Linked DNA regions of Zea mays: region 2 is linked to region 1. The links are chromatin contacts, called in public Hi-C maps. All regions are on one chromosome and are shown on one strand. The core of a region is the stretch at or near the end of the contact, and the rest is flanking DNA. Distances in the headings are between cores, read along the strand shown. Region 1 holds the start of LOC100191815. Region 2 holds the start of LOC103648727 (subtilisin-like protease 4).

What was found. A called contact is a pair of places that touch in the nucleus more often than the background predicts.
Region 2: a Hi-C map of leaf shows a contact between it and region 1, with 3 times the contacts expected there. The contact joins the promoter of LOC103648727 here to the promoter of LOC100191815 in region 1. A contact is called at or near these places in 3 of 25 Hi-C or Micro-C datasets (ear, leaf and tassel).

The regions. Positions count from the first base shown.
Region 1 is chr2:73,454,706-73,462,368 of Zm-B73-REFERENCE-NAM-5.0, forward strand. It overlaps LOC100191815, which reads right to left and starts at 2,945. Exons shown (of 6, transcript NM_001137239.1): 1 at 2,658-2,945; 2 at 1,586-1,689; 3 at 807-920; 4 at 167-250. The coding sequence starts at 2,847.
Region 2 is chr2:73,863,917-73,871,579 of Zm-B73-REFERENCE-NAM-5.0, forward strand. LOC103648727 (subtilisin-like protease 4) reads right to left here and starts at 4,760. Exons shown (of 1, transcript XM_008673144.2): 1 at 2,490-4,760. The coding sequence starts at 4,760. The coding sequence ends at 2,490.

The sequences.
Region 1 (7,663 bases), core at 1,695-4,194:
TGTGTAAAATATTATTTATTTTAGGACAAATTATGAACCTTCGACTCTTATTTATTATGGGACAGGGGGTGTACAAAAATGAAATGAACACAAAAAAAAAAACAAACTCAGAAAATAGGCATATTTTTTCTGGTAAAGACATTTGAATAAAGGAGAAACTTGTCACCTGCTCACTAGAAACAACACGAATTGGCCCAATGTTTACAGAAACATATTTCCCTCTTGAAGATAATTTCTGAGATACCCGGCCCTGTTCAAGATACATATGAATAGCAGTGAAACAAATCAAGAGAATGATTGTGAAAAGGAACTGAAAGAATTCATTCTATTTGCTGCAGGCTGTACTTATACAGGCATGAGTTACATGCAAGGGAAGAATTAAAATCCTAGAATGTCCTCTAATCAAGCCTAACCAATACGATGCTACAAATGTAGATTCAGATATGATCTGCTATTAAGGCCAGTAATGACTGAGATTGGAGGGTCAGTAATGGCCGTGAGATTGCCTTTCTAACAGATACAACTACAATCTAACATTGGAATGTCTCTTGGCACAGCTTTTTCCTTCATATCTTCACATAGGAAAGCAAAGTTTCACGAAAGTATTAGTCCTACTGCCATCTAAGAAGCATAAACAACAAATAATTGAAGTGCAAATGATTAGTGTACAGAGTCTACTGAACTTATTAGCGCACAAACCATTTCACGGAAGTATTGGCTCCGCGCAAAGCACTAGCAGTCTAATCACATCTTCTTGTTGATAACTACATGGTTTACAAATAATTATAAGAATGATAAAAACTAACCTTGGGAATTGATTCTTGAAGAACAGATTCAACAGCAACTACCATTGACTGGACAAAATCATCACCTCCAGTGCCAATTGCTGTAAATCCTCTATCTGTGGGGTAGGAATTTACCTGTGAAGCAAAACAGCATAGCTAGTGAGCAATGCCTAAAAAATATAGACTCTACAACTTTTAGGGTTCATTCTAACTTTTAATTGCTATCGACATGCCTGAACCTTGACTTGTGGCTTCTGTGGGATTTCAACTCTAGCCTACCCCAACTTGTTTGGGACTAAAAGGCTTTGTTGTTGTCTGTTGTTGTATTCCAGTTTTTAATTCAAAAAGAATATAGCAGAGATGCACTTTGTTGCACACAAACTGATCAGCAGTAATAATATGATAAAAGGATAGCAAAAATGAAAGGCAGCATGAGATGTTCATGTTCTCAATCACTATTGAGTTTCCCGAAAAAGGTTGAAGGCCATTGATGGTGTAAAATATTGTATCCATAACATACAAAGAATACCACAAATGAGCGTCACAAAGTTAAAAGTCATTCAATTTAGCTTCCCATGACCTACCATTTCCCCAAAACAGAACATGTGATAAATCCTACCTTAATGTTAACAAGCTACTGCTTCCAGAAGAAATATTAGTACAAACAAGAGCTTTTTCAATATATAAAGGACTCTCATTGCATCAGCATTTCTCAAAATTTAGGAGTCACTATTTCGTAGAGTGCCCATTGTAAGTCTATCTTTAGGTAAGTTGTAAAGAAGATGGACAATGAGACACACCTTCTGATCCAGAACAAGCCATTCATCACTTGCATCGTCAGTCACAGTACCACCCATGACCATATTTGTTGTGAGTGCAACCCTTCCTTTAGACCTTGCTATCTCTGGTTTCAGAAAAATAAAAGCCAGTATGAAGTAGAGCATGGAATAAACCCTAGAAGAACTTTTGGCTCAGTGTAAACATGAATCCTTCCATCATGAACACCAGTGTTTTAAAGGCGTCGCCTAGGCGTCCAGACGCTCAAGCAATCTGAGGCGCCTTGCTCGCCTAGGCGTCGCCTAGGCGGCGCCCAGGCGGTGGCCAATTTCTTGTCTCGCCGTACCGCCTTAAGAACCATGATGAACACAAATTTCATGAATGGTGAAGTAGGCATTAGAGCATGGAATAAACCCTAGCAAAACTTTTGGCTCAGTGGAAACATGAAGCCTTCCATCATGAACACAAATTTCATGAATTTGGCAAAGTAGGCACAAACCATACATAGTCCTGCAAGGAGATATGTCACTTTACATCGTTATCATGTTTGTTTTAGATTCTGATTGTGGATTGTACCTTTTACTATCTCAAGCTACAACAATCCACAGGCCAGGTTGCTACAACCCAACAATCTGTGGCGGCAGCTAGTAGATCGTTATGATTCACAAGCTGCTTTTCACAATTTACAAGCTGAAACATGCAGGGCCTTGCATTGACCAATACACCAATTCATCTATGCTATTGAGCGGTTCTATGCTGAGGATTATCCTGATTACCCTATTACACAGTAATATGCAAAGTAAAAATGAATGCGACACTAAAGAACTGTAGCCGAAATTGCGTTGGATAAATCAACCAAGCCATGGAATCATCGCATTTTACTGCTAATTCCAAGCCAAACCAACGGTAAATTACATATCCGAAGTAACCCTCGAACCCATCCATCGCAATAAACCAGCGATTTGGTAGCCCGATGTCTAAAACTATATTATATCCGAGCAAGAAACGACTGAAGCGACTAGCTGAAGCTGCGAATAAGCAAGACGGAATAACTCGTACTAACAAGCAGTGGGGAAGTGGGGTATGACGACTCACTGGATATGGCCTCGAGCACAGCTTCTTGCGGCGGCTGCCCGGGCTCCCCGCCCCCGCCGCCGGAGCAGCAGCGGAGGTGCGGACGGCGGCCACCGCGGGACGCTCTCCAAACAGGTGGCGCCGCGGCCGGGAGGCGGTGTAGCGGGTCGGGGAGGAGCAGGGAGCGGAGGGCAAGTGCGCGGCACGCCATCGCCGCTCCGTCCGTCGTCGTCCTCTTCTTCCGGTCGCCGCGGCCACGAGATTTCGTGGGATTTTTCTCGGTTCGCGTCGGTCTGCTGGATTTCGTTTGCGTGGAGGGCCGACGAGCCGTTATTTCCCCCCCTCTTTTCCCTTCTTTTTTTCCCTATACAATCTTCGGTTCTGCCACCAACAGCTTCACAAGCTGTTAGAAGCTGTATTTTAATCGAACACTAATTTTTAAAAATTAAAAAAACCACGAGTGAAATTCTTTTACGCTCTCAGACAAAAATAGACACTGATATGAAACTGAAAAGTAGCTTTCCACCGTTCTTTACCTCATTTCTTTTAGGCATGCAATGCAACAAGCCATTATAAAGATGTTTTTGTCAAATAACTGTTTCGAAATAGCCTAACTTCACCAAAAAGATGTTTTTGAACTAAACTAAATAGAGCTTTCGTTGTTTGATGCTAGATAGCTCAAGGCTTTTCCCCTTATGTTAAGATTTGAGGGTGAAGGAAGGACGAGTCAGAAATCACATATACAATAAATTGTAGGCAAACTGGCTTATACAGAAGTGGCATCTTATAGTGTGTTTGATTGAATATACAAGGAGAGATGGAAGGAGGCCAGCCATATTTTTTTCCATGATGTTTGGATAAGGGTCACATGAGAGCGTGAACACCGGAGCAATTTTTCCTGACGGCGCGGTCCCAAAAAAACGTGTGACCAAAAAAGAGCTCTTGCGTTGCCTCCCAACTTTATCCTTACCCTACCCCCTCTCATCATTTATCTTGGTGACGGATCTTGGCGGCCGGGAGCCAATGCACGTGGCCGCCATCGTGAGGGTGAGCATAAGCACAAGCGCAGGCGAAGGCGAGCGTCCAGGCGAGCGGCCGACCAAGTGCACATCACCGGCTTGTCGGCTGCCTTCCGGGTACGTGCCACCTGCCTGTGATCTTGCATGGGTTTCGATGCGTGTCACCTTCCTGAAATTTGGTTCCGATATGTGTTTCAGGAACTCCAACCACCGGACCAGCATCGGAACGTCTAAGAACAATCTCCCTGGCACCAGCACAAGAACATCCAAGAACAAGTATGCCCCAATGTAATCCTTATCGTTGTGCTACTAGATCTGGTCATTTTTGCTTCGGTGACAATGGTTATCATTGATTTGTGCCATACTTGGTTTCTTTGATGCTATATGTGGTGCTATTAGAACTGACTCGGGTTGCCTGATGCTACTTGGTTTGTGCCCTAATGTGAAGATAATTGCTAAATGTAAATTAAAAAAGAAATGTTGATAGAATGAATGCCACCTTTTGGTTCGACAAAATCAAACTGATGGCTACTTTTTTGCTGTTCAAATGACTACTTTATGTGTTATGGTTATTTTGTTGTTCAAATGGCTACTTTATGTGTTGTGGTTCTCCTACCAGTTAATTTTATGTGATGTTAACCTACCGGTTATTTTTTCTAATCATTCAAATCTCTTACTAGTATTGTTCTATGCATAATCAGTAACCTAGTAAGAACTAGAGCATAGCCTAGTAGCCTGGTACATTGGACTTTAATCTTGCTGATGTGTTGTAGATGGACAAGGCGACCTAGCTTTTGATTTATGGTGTTGCAGCACACGTGTTGCTGTCCATGATGGCCATGGTTATCGAGTCCAGGAAAAGAAAAAGAGATGGTAGAAGAGTCAGTATTACTTATGGGCCAATGGAGGAAAGGGATAGGATGAGACTTGATTATATTAACACTAAAATATGGATGAGTGATCAACATGTGTGAACATGCTTAGACTTAGTAGATCTACTTTCTTTCGCTTTTGCAAGGGTTTTAGAGATCGGGGTTTACTTGAAGATACAATACACATGTGTGTTGAGGAACAAGTGGCCATGTTTTTGAACACAGTGGGACACAACCTTAGGAATAGGTTGGTGGGAACAAATTATGGTAGATCCGGTGAGACTATGAGCCGTTACTTCAACAAAGTGCTTCATCCTATAGGAGAGCTACAAGCTGAACTTATTAGGCTACCATCATTGGAGACTCCATTCAAAATAGCAGGAAATCCAAGATGGGATCCCTACTTTAAGGTGTGATGTTCATCTATCTAATATTCTACTTCAAGAACTTTCACTATTTAAACCCATAAGGCCCTTAATTGTATTTTGGCTTGTATTGGATAAACATATGATTGCATTGGAGCTATTTGTGGCGGAACCATCCGAATTATTCCAGCTTAAGTGCCCGAGTCACGCCTTGGAGGCAGCAACACACTTAAATCGGAATAACCCGTCAGTCCCTCAGATCTAGTCAGCCACTTACCAAGGATCGAATACCACTAGCTCGCTCGAAGGTGAGGCACCGAGAAATACAATAAAGCATAATACCATAAATTAAGAAAGTATCATTAGTGATTACATTATCGGAGTTTCAGAAATAGTAACTATAATTTTTAATGCAGCGGAAATAACTAACGGAGAAAACCGAGTAACATGATGAAGCTTGGCCATGCTACTCCTCCTGGTCCTCTCCTGCGAAAGCAGCAACCCACTCGACCGTCTATCCCGGTGGCAGGGATGAAGGCCAAGTCACACCAGCAACCAAATCATCCAAGGAGTACCTACAAAAAATTATGCCACAAGCAAGGCTGAGTATACTAATACTCAGCTAGACTTACACGGTGTGAGGAGTCTACTCCTCTACCTCTAGACCATGAAGCTATTTGGCCGAGGGGGTTTGGTTTGCCAAAAACACTAGCCGAGTCTAAAATCAAATTTTAGCTTTGAGGTTCTAGAATAATAATTTAGACTAGATGAATACCTAGCTATCCATTCATGGTAGCAAGCAATTTAGTCAACCAACATCTTTTGCCAGTATCCTCATTTTCACTTGTTACTCAATGCAGTACAATGGATCAAACAGTCTCATTAGCTGCGAGAAGTAGACGATTCGAATCGAGTTTTTAACCTCGCAAGGTCAACCTAAACACATGACATGTAGGGGCACTCCGTCCCCACACATATCAACTGTCCCCATCGATCCCCCGTTCGCGACCAGGACTCACCACCTTAGCGTACAATGCTCCACTGACCCCGGCTGCCGCCGTGCAATGACCGCACTTGTACCCACCATATCCGGAATGGGAGACCACGTCTCAGGACAAGTGAGGGGAAAGTCCGCGCCTGGCTTCACTTAGGTACTAGGCTTACCGGTTACCATATTTCCCGACATGTGTTTAGTACGTTCAAACGCTTGACACAGATATCCGCCCGTTAATTCTTATTCCAACTTTGTCTCGTAGACAGCGCATCCCCATGGATCCGTGTCCATAGACCATCATCATTCTATATCAAAAATGGATACAACCAATTCCTGACCTCGCGCGAGTGCTAGAAAAATCACTCGACTTCTACTGAGATCCTGATTTAGCATAGCAGCTACTCGACCTAGAATACTAGTATCCATCTCAAAAGGAATCCTGAGTTCATGCAACTAGGGTTTCAAGCAACTCCTACACTTAAGTGCACATTATAAGCCTACAAACATTAAGTGCAGTAAAATAGCATATATTACTTATGCATAAAATCGGGGCTTGCCTGGAATTCAACACTAGATAGTGTTTGCTAGATGACACTCGCTTGGCGAGCATCTACTAGTCATGTCCATCCTTCCTTAGGTTGTCCACCAACTTCATCTTGTTGTTGGCACCATATCACTTGCACGATCATCATCTCTCGGTCCTAAATGAGATGCAGGATGCACATGTATGAATATGGTGAAAAATATCACAAGACAATGCCAAAACAGACGGTAGCGAACTAAACACTAAATAGCGAGACATCGTGAACAACCACACACACTACCGCTAGCTATCTACACGTCAACGGGCACAACAAGTCAACATTACTAGAAAGACGACGAACTACCTATTATTAACCAACACAAACATGACATCACTCGTACAAACATTTACCACATTCACTTTAATCATTTATTAGTTACTCTATTATTAAACTACTTTAGGCACACATACATTTACTGTGACTTCTAAACATCATACAGACAAATTTAGTTTAACAGGGAATAATCACTTAATCGGGTTCTACCAACATTCTCAATATTCTAATGCAAGCACACACCCAAGAGAACACATAGAAGGTGTTAGCCTAATCACAATGCCTTTTATACTAGTCTAATGAGGTTGATTATTTAGTAATATTAGATTAGTAGCGCAAGTATTAGAAATGGTAAAATATTGTTAATTGTGTTTCTTGTCCATATAATGACACTTGCTAAATTAACGTTGATCGAAGCTAATTACTTATTAGACGTCAACAATTTAATTTACTTCTGCACTAGTTACCTGTATATCTCTAATTATGTAATCTACTAATATAGGAATCCTAAGATAACACTATCCATCATGCTTAAGCAAGACAACAGAGTAGATCAATCAACCACAACCACAATCAACAAGATTAGGACAGCAGTACAACAGTTGCTTGTTTCAGTTATAACTCACAAGATATTTATCTAAAAATAGTGATAAAATACTTTTTAGAAAGCATAAAAAACACTCTACAACTTTGTTATTGTCATCTCAATCTGATTAGACACTTAACAAGGTTAAATAGTGACAAACGACAACTCTGTTCAGATTTAGACAGATTCAGACTTGTGACTACAAAAATTCATAACTAGAGATTCAGACATCCAATTCATTTTATCTTAGACTTTATGGAAAGATAATTAAATTGTATACAAATCATTTATAAACAACTCAGGTTGATTTAAAGTGTATCAAGGCTAAAAGACA
Region 2 (7,663 bases), core at 3,510-6,009, 410 kb after region 1:
GTTAATAGAATTAATAGAGTATGCATACCAACAAGGTGCATCTTCTTTTTTGGAAGCCTATCTCGAAATAACCTCCAAGTTAAACGTGCTTGGCTTGGAGCAATTTGGAATGGGTGACCGACCGAGAAGTTTTCTCGTGTGCGCATGAGTGAGGACAAAGTGTGAACAAAAGACCTATGTTGGTCCGTGGGACGATATATGATCTTAGAGAGCTGCTAGGAGTAAGTACCGCCGTCCAGGGATTGGACGAGGTGTTACAACACAGGATTGTGTTAACTCCTTGAACGATCTCGTTGTGAATGGAGCTGACACCAGCACAAACTTCTGGTCGTCCGGGAGTGAGAGGGCACGCGGGAGTCAGAGGACGAGCGGGAGCTGGAATTTGCCTCGACGACAGGAGAGCATTTGGGCGCTATGAAGGAAAATGACGAGTCGTACGCACTAGCCAAAGATGCCTAGCGAAGGGATGTGTATAACAAGGCGGATGGAAAAGATAGGCAGAAAACGAGCCTGTTGGATGCAATTTTATCTCAACTTTTCTATTTTTTTACCGATTCTGATCAGTTTAGAGAGGTTGTTGGAGTTGCTCTTTAAGGATATAAACGAGCGATTATAAGTTTAGGAACCAACATGGCATATATAGATGAGAAAGTTTGAGAATCGTTGGTTCATGAGTTTAGGAAGCCGAATGACACCACCAAGGACGTACCGTCGGTGGACTTTGCTCACTAGTTATCGTGGAAAATTTTGAACGTGACACAAGATTAATTACGCACAAAACATTGCAATGGGCCGGGCTTTGTGGCAGCCATCCAATACCAACGGTTTGATCTCTAGATAATTCTACATGGTTTCCAGGTGATACGTCTCCGTTTGGGACTCTGCTCTGATTTTCAGCCTATTAAATACAAAGCGAACATACGTCTAGCAAAATAGATAAAGATTCGTTAATGCTTCGGTACTTTTGTGTAATCTTATTCTAGTCGACGTGAGAAAGAGCACAAAACAACACCGGTGTTTTTGAGTCTTGACATCTATTTACTTCTTTGTAATGACCAAAACAAAAAATGGAGGCCACATCAGTTTAGGGGGCCCTGTGCTTCTGCACAACTCGCACGTGCCCTTTGACGGGCCCAGCTACCAAAAGAGTGTTGCCGCCCGTTAGGAGTTTAGGACAACGCTGACGAATTGACGATGACCCTACGACTACAGATCTCACCTTCATGGCTTCTCTGCGCGAACGATTGCTTCACATAGGCGTGGACGTTCGTTGCTAAAGATCAACGATTTTCTCATCTGCTAAAGAAGGTACACCTGAGACCAGTGCCGGACGCACGACAAAATTCCAGTTAGGGCGATAACGTAGAAGACAAAATAATATACTAGACCATTTGATAAAAATAGTTCCATAATAATAATATGGAGATTAAATGACAATATGGGTAGTGTTCTAAAATAACATGAATATTGAACCTTCATTTTGGCCACCTAAAGGAGAGTTGGAGAGAACAAAGGGGCGAAATGGCGGGAATTAGACGTTAGGCGAAGCGGGCACATCAGCACGTCGGTGTGGAGAGTCAGCGACTCCACCACAAAATGACAACGGTGAGGCGATAATAGGCGTGGGATAGCGAGGGCAGGCGATGATGCGACGATAGATGGCGACGACGAGGCGAAAGGCGGTGGCAACAAGTGACAGCCATTGTCATGTTATGATGGCGCGACGGGACCCATGTGAGATAGTGAGAGCGGGTGGTGCTGTGATGCCAAGGTAGAATCTCACTAATAGTCTATCCATCCGCCGGTGCGGATTAAAAGGCAAAGAAGTTATACTGCGTGCAGGATCACGATGTGGCGACGAGCACCACGATTTGGATGGAGAGTGGGTTGAGTAGTGAAGCACCGAGAAAAAGTTAGATCAAAGTCTAATTTTCATTAAATTTAGTTCAAGCTACTATATAAAAGTTTATTTATTTTATTATATATCTAAGTTTATATAAAAGTTTATTTATTTTATTATATATCTAAGCATATGTATAAGAGTTTATAAAAATTAAGGTGAGGTATGTTTGGTTGTTGCCGACGTTCTCTCGTCCGCTGACAGACAGTCGTGGACAGCAGATGATCCTGTTCCAATCTCTTACTCTAAACCAAATAGTTTTATCTAAGTAGTCATTTATTCTGTTCGGTCCCGTCGTGGTTACCAAACACACTATAAAACTATTATGTATCCTAATTAGGAATTACTAGTGATCTGTTTCTTATTAGAATTGCTATTCGTCTAGGAGCATGGGTCTCGGCCAGTGCGAGTCCACCATTATATTAGTATAATTCAAACCGAAAAAAGAACAAACGTTTACCAACTGGCTGAAAAAAGAAACAAAAATGAAATAAAATTTGCACGAAGAACGAACAACCTTATTTGGATTTTTAGGTGGAAGTGGCAGGAGAGCAGGCAAGAACGTGAAATTCAGTTTCGAGTCTGCTGATCATTCAAATGTGATGGAGATGGGGCTTCTCACGGTGTGCTTTTCGGACACCCACCGAAGCGCGCCCTGAACTACCTTGGCGCCACCACTCTGCCCTCGCGGCACGGACACCGTGAAGCTCTGCTCCTGGTTCGCCTCCGTGAACCGCAGCGACCTCGGCTCGACGTGCAGCCCCACGCTCGACGGCAGGTCTACGTAGGGGTAGTACACAGCCTGCGCCTCGGCGACGTTCCTCACCGTCCGGTGCACCACCGCCACCGGATTGGCCGAGGAGTTCCACGCCTGCGGGAACACGACCGAGATGGAGGGGTAGTTCAACGCGTGGTCCGGGATCACCGCGACGGCCGAGCAGTCCACGGCGCGCCGCGCGATGATGGACACGTCCCGACTCGCGTAGACGCTGCAGAGAAAGCTGACGTAGTCTTCGGCGGCGATGTCGTAGACCAGGCCGGGGTCAACGGCCTTGACTGGATTCACGTGGCCGGCGCCCGTCGCGAAGAAGTCGGCTGGCAGAAGCTGCTCGTTCACTATCGGGTTTCCGGAGCGGTCGATGGGGTCGGCGGTTGTCACGATAGCGGACCTGATCGCCGCCGGCGACCAGTACGGGTGCTTGCTCTTGATCAGTGCCGCGACGCCGGCGAGGTGCGGTGCCGACATGGACGTGCCGGATTCGAAGTTGAAGGTCGGCCCGGGACTCACCGACGAGGATGGAGGGCCGACCTGGGTCGGCCACGCCGCGAGCACGCTCACGCCGGGGCCCGTGACGTCGGGTTTCAAGATGCCCGGATTGCGCTGGCTCGGCCCGCGCGAGGAGAAGGAAGTGATGGCCGGGGCCGGCGACGTGCCCAGAACCGTGCCCCGAAAGGAGATCTGCGCCGTCGGGTTCGCCGTGGAGCTGATGTACTTCTTGATCGCGACTCCGGCGACGTAGCTGACGTGCGAAGCCGGGAGGACGTGGGCGTCGGCGATTGTGCTGTAACCGTTGGAGAATTGGTTGGCCAATACCATGCCGATGCCTCCTGCTCGTTTCACCTCGGCACCTTTGTCAACCCTCCCGACGATATCGTCACGGTCACAGAGCACGATCTTGCCCCTGACATCGAAGCCGTCCAGCGACCCGTTGCCGCAGAACTGCGCGTCGGCTGTCGAGCTGTCTCCCGCGTAGACCAACGGGTAGAAGACGGCAGCCGAGATTTCTGGCTGGTACACCGACTCCCCGTCGAACGAGAGGCCGCTACCGAGACGCAACCGGGCACCGATCAAACGGTCCATGGTGCTCGCCGCGACGGTGAGCATCCAGGGCGCGTCGTTGAACAGCGTGCTGGCATTTGGGCCGCTGTTGCCGGCTGAGATGCTGACGAAGACACCCTGCTCCACGGCGCCGTACGTGCCAATCGCGAGGCTGTCTTGGTAGAACGGTGTGTTCGGCGAGGTGTCGCCCAGAGATATGGAGAGAACGTCACAGCCGTCGCCCACGGCCGCGTCGACGCCGGCGAGCATCTCGGCGCTGGTGCACTCGTCGCCGCACGAGTTGTACATGGCGACGTGAGCGCGGGGCGCTATCCCTGAGGCGGTGCCGCGACCCTGGCCGAGCACCTGGGCTCCATGCACGACCGCCCCCGCCGCGGTGCTCGACGTGTGGGTGCCGTGTCCGTCCTTGTCGAGCGGCGAGGCGTCGGACTGAAAAGACCGCGCGCCTATGAGTTTGTTGTTGCACGCCGAGCCGTTGAAGTCGCAGCGCCCTTTCCACTTTGCCGGCGGCGGCGGCATGCCGTCGCCGCTGTACGATGGGTGGTAGGGGAAGACACCGGTGTCGATCACGCAGATGATGACGCCGTCCCCGAATCCTGTAGCACTGTGGTTTGTGGCGCTCGCGCCCTCCTGTGGCGCCACGTCCAGCCCGAGGAACCGAGGCGTGTGCGTCGTCAGCAGCTCATAAGCCACGTTAGGCTGCGCCGCGAGGAAGCCTGGCATCACGGACACCTCGTCGAGCTCGCGCTGCGTCAGCCGGGCGGCAAAGCCGTTGGCGACGTGGTGGTAGGCGTGGAGAAGCCGGCCGTCGTCCGGAAGGAACGACCTGTACCACGACGTCCGGTCGTCTGGCGTGGCGAACACGTGCTTCTCCGGCGGCTGCACGTAGACGATGAACGTGCGGAGCTCATCATCGCCGGCGGTCCTTGTCAACTCCTCTGCAACGATCGAAGTAACAAGGAGAACACATGGAATGAGAACGCGGAGCCGCAAGGACAGCTTGAAGTAGAGGCTTTCCATTGCTGCCGTCTTGCTCTAATGTAGTTTGCGTGTGCATCCATGGCGTCCTTTTTATACAAGATCAAGATGCGTGTATTCACTAGCTCATTGTTAGAGACGGCTGTTCTTTTCGATCACCGTTCGTGTCTGAATTGGTTAAGCGTACAAGGCCGGCGATTTTGTTGGGAGATGCAGAAGCTAGCACTTGAACGGGAACCCTGAGGATAGTAGGAAATGTTTCCAAGGGCGGCAACACAGAGCCTACGATACGGACAAGCTTGGGATCTTGGGGAGCCGACAACAGGAAATCTCGACAAGAATACGTTTCTTGATCAGTATGTATGCACCAATTCGTGCATGTATCCACCCCTCTCTATGTTCTAAATAATTATTTAACGTTTTAACCAGCATAAGAACATATCACGCAACAGTAAAACTCATCTTTAATTAATTAAACACAAAAGTAATCTCCGCCACAACCATAAAATTCATCTTTAATTAAAACACAAAAATAGCCTTGCATACATGCAATTCTAAAAGACTACTGTCGTAGTTTTGTGCCGTCCACAAGTAGATTTGTACTACCTTCATTTTTTTATTTGATACATGATAGTTCAATTTTACACTAGCAAACGTCAAATAAAAAAGATAAGAGAGTAGATCACTAAGCGGCTTGTGGTGCCACTATCCCGATAGCCTTGCTTTTAGCAAGCCCGAGACGTGTATGATAGGGATAAGTAATAGACCAGATGGAAAGTGTATGTTAGGAAGAGCTTATCCCTTAAGTCCACATGACTATAGGTTATGGACTTGTTTTTAAGACCTCCAGGTATCTAGAAACAAGGCAACATAATAAGATCAAGGAGCACCTTTATCTTTAGGCCTATTCTTCTTCTAAAAGAAGAAGAATAACCTAGGGATGAAAGTGTGATGAAATAATACGGGAAATACAGATAGGGACAGTAAGTAAGACGTATTAATTACAGATACTAGATATGCAATGCAATCTTACAAACATTACTCACTTTCCTTGATATTTTCTATTATTCAAGCAGGAATTACATTAGTACCTTCGGATTTACAGGGCTTACAAGATGGAGAGAAGATCATGGCTTGTAGACAAAGATTACTCGTCCTTTCTTTGATCTCTAAAAAGATGCCCTAATGTATGGCACTATTCATCTATTTATAGTCACATGGTACAACTTTGATGAAATTATATTTCGCACCCTTAAGCCTATACATTTGAGCTACATGACATGTCATGGATAAAAGTGTCCTTTCCTTCTATCATTTTTGCGTGCAGGCCCGAAGGACTTGCTTCGTCTTCGTCACATTTTGTCTTTAGCAGATTCATCTGAAGGTACTTCTGGCAGGAGTACCTGCAATTCTTAAAGATGCGCCATGAAACAATCATTGTCTTGGTGTTTTGGGGACCTTCGGAAGAAGAAGGCCCCCAACAGTAGCCCCCTCGTGGTATTAGTTCATTTCTTCGCAACAAGCTCAGGCCGCGAAATGAACGAAGGCCATGTGTCAAAGGTCCGAAAAATACCTTCCCTGAGCTTCGTTAGCAAAAACATGACAAGTTCTTCGTAAAAATTCTGAAATGCGGACCCCTCTTACAGCGGTAGATTAAAAAAACCTTTTTGAACTTTGTTTTCCCACGCTTATCATGGTTGTTGCGTATAAAATGGTTTGAAGACCTACATACATTATTTGCATTATTCGCTTGTTTTTACTCAAATAGCTCATGTTTGCCACAACCCTAAAGAATAATTTTTGTAGCTTTGCCCGCACGACTTTAGTTTCTTTTCTATTCCTGCGTAATGGCTGGTGAGAGCAGGAGCGAAGAAGCTGCCATTGCTAGGTTTCAGGAGGCCATGGAGAGCGCCAATGTTGCAAAGATTGCGGATGAGATACTGACTGGTTTGTCAAATGACTCTGGAGATAGTGAAGATTTTGATTTCGAAGAGAATACTGACGAAGCCGAAGAGCGACCATGAAAACCAAGTCATGTTATCTTCGACAAAGCGACCGTGAAGACATGCATATTGAGGCGATGAAGGACAAATATTTTCATGATGTTTTCATTATGAGGCCAGGTGGAGAGGCTACCATTCCGCTCCTTGAAAAGGACGAAGTAGTTGAGTATCGAAGCTTTATGAAAGCCGGACTCTGATTTCCTCTTCACAAAAATGTTGGTAGATGTTCTAAAAAGGTTTGATATATATCTTCATCAACTTACCGCTGAAGCCTTGATTAGGGTTGGAGTTTTCATCTGAACGATGAGAAGTTAAGGCGCGAAGCCGAATGATAATTGTTTTTTGTAATATTGAAGAGCTCTTTTATTATACAAAAGCAACTGGGAAGGAATAGTATCATAATAACTTCGGTTGCTACACCTTCGTATATCGTTCAGACGCTCGATGCCCTGTTCCGACTTATCGAGAGAAATGGCCTGGTGTAACACTCTGAATTTGGGGTATAAAATTTCTTCTCTAATATCTACCAAATTCAGGTGTTACCTCTTTTTTCCTCTCTATAGTTTTCTTTTCTCTTCTTTTTGGTAGAGGTTTGATTATTTATGTGGAGGTGTATTAATACTTTAGTAGATTAAACCCTAGTGGAGACATGAATTGTTGCATGATGCTGAGCCTAGAATTTGATCTTTGTTTGATGAATATGTTTGAATTATTCAAATTTGAGTTTGTGATTTGGTTGGATTTGAATTCAAAAGATAAAATAAAAATAAAAAGGATTAGAAATTCAGAATAAAAAAGAAAAAGCCAAAGCAGCCCACAAACCCCCTCCCCTCAGCCTTTCGGCCCATTAGGCCTAGCTTGCCCCGTGCGTGCGTGTAACACCCCTGGTGTTACGATAACTAAAACTCTGATATGTCAACATAAGCATTTGCATCAACTTAC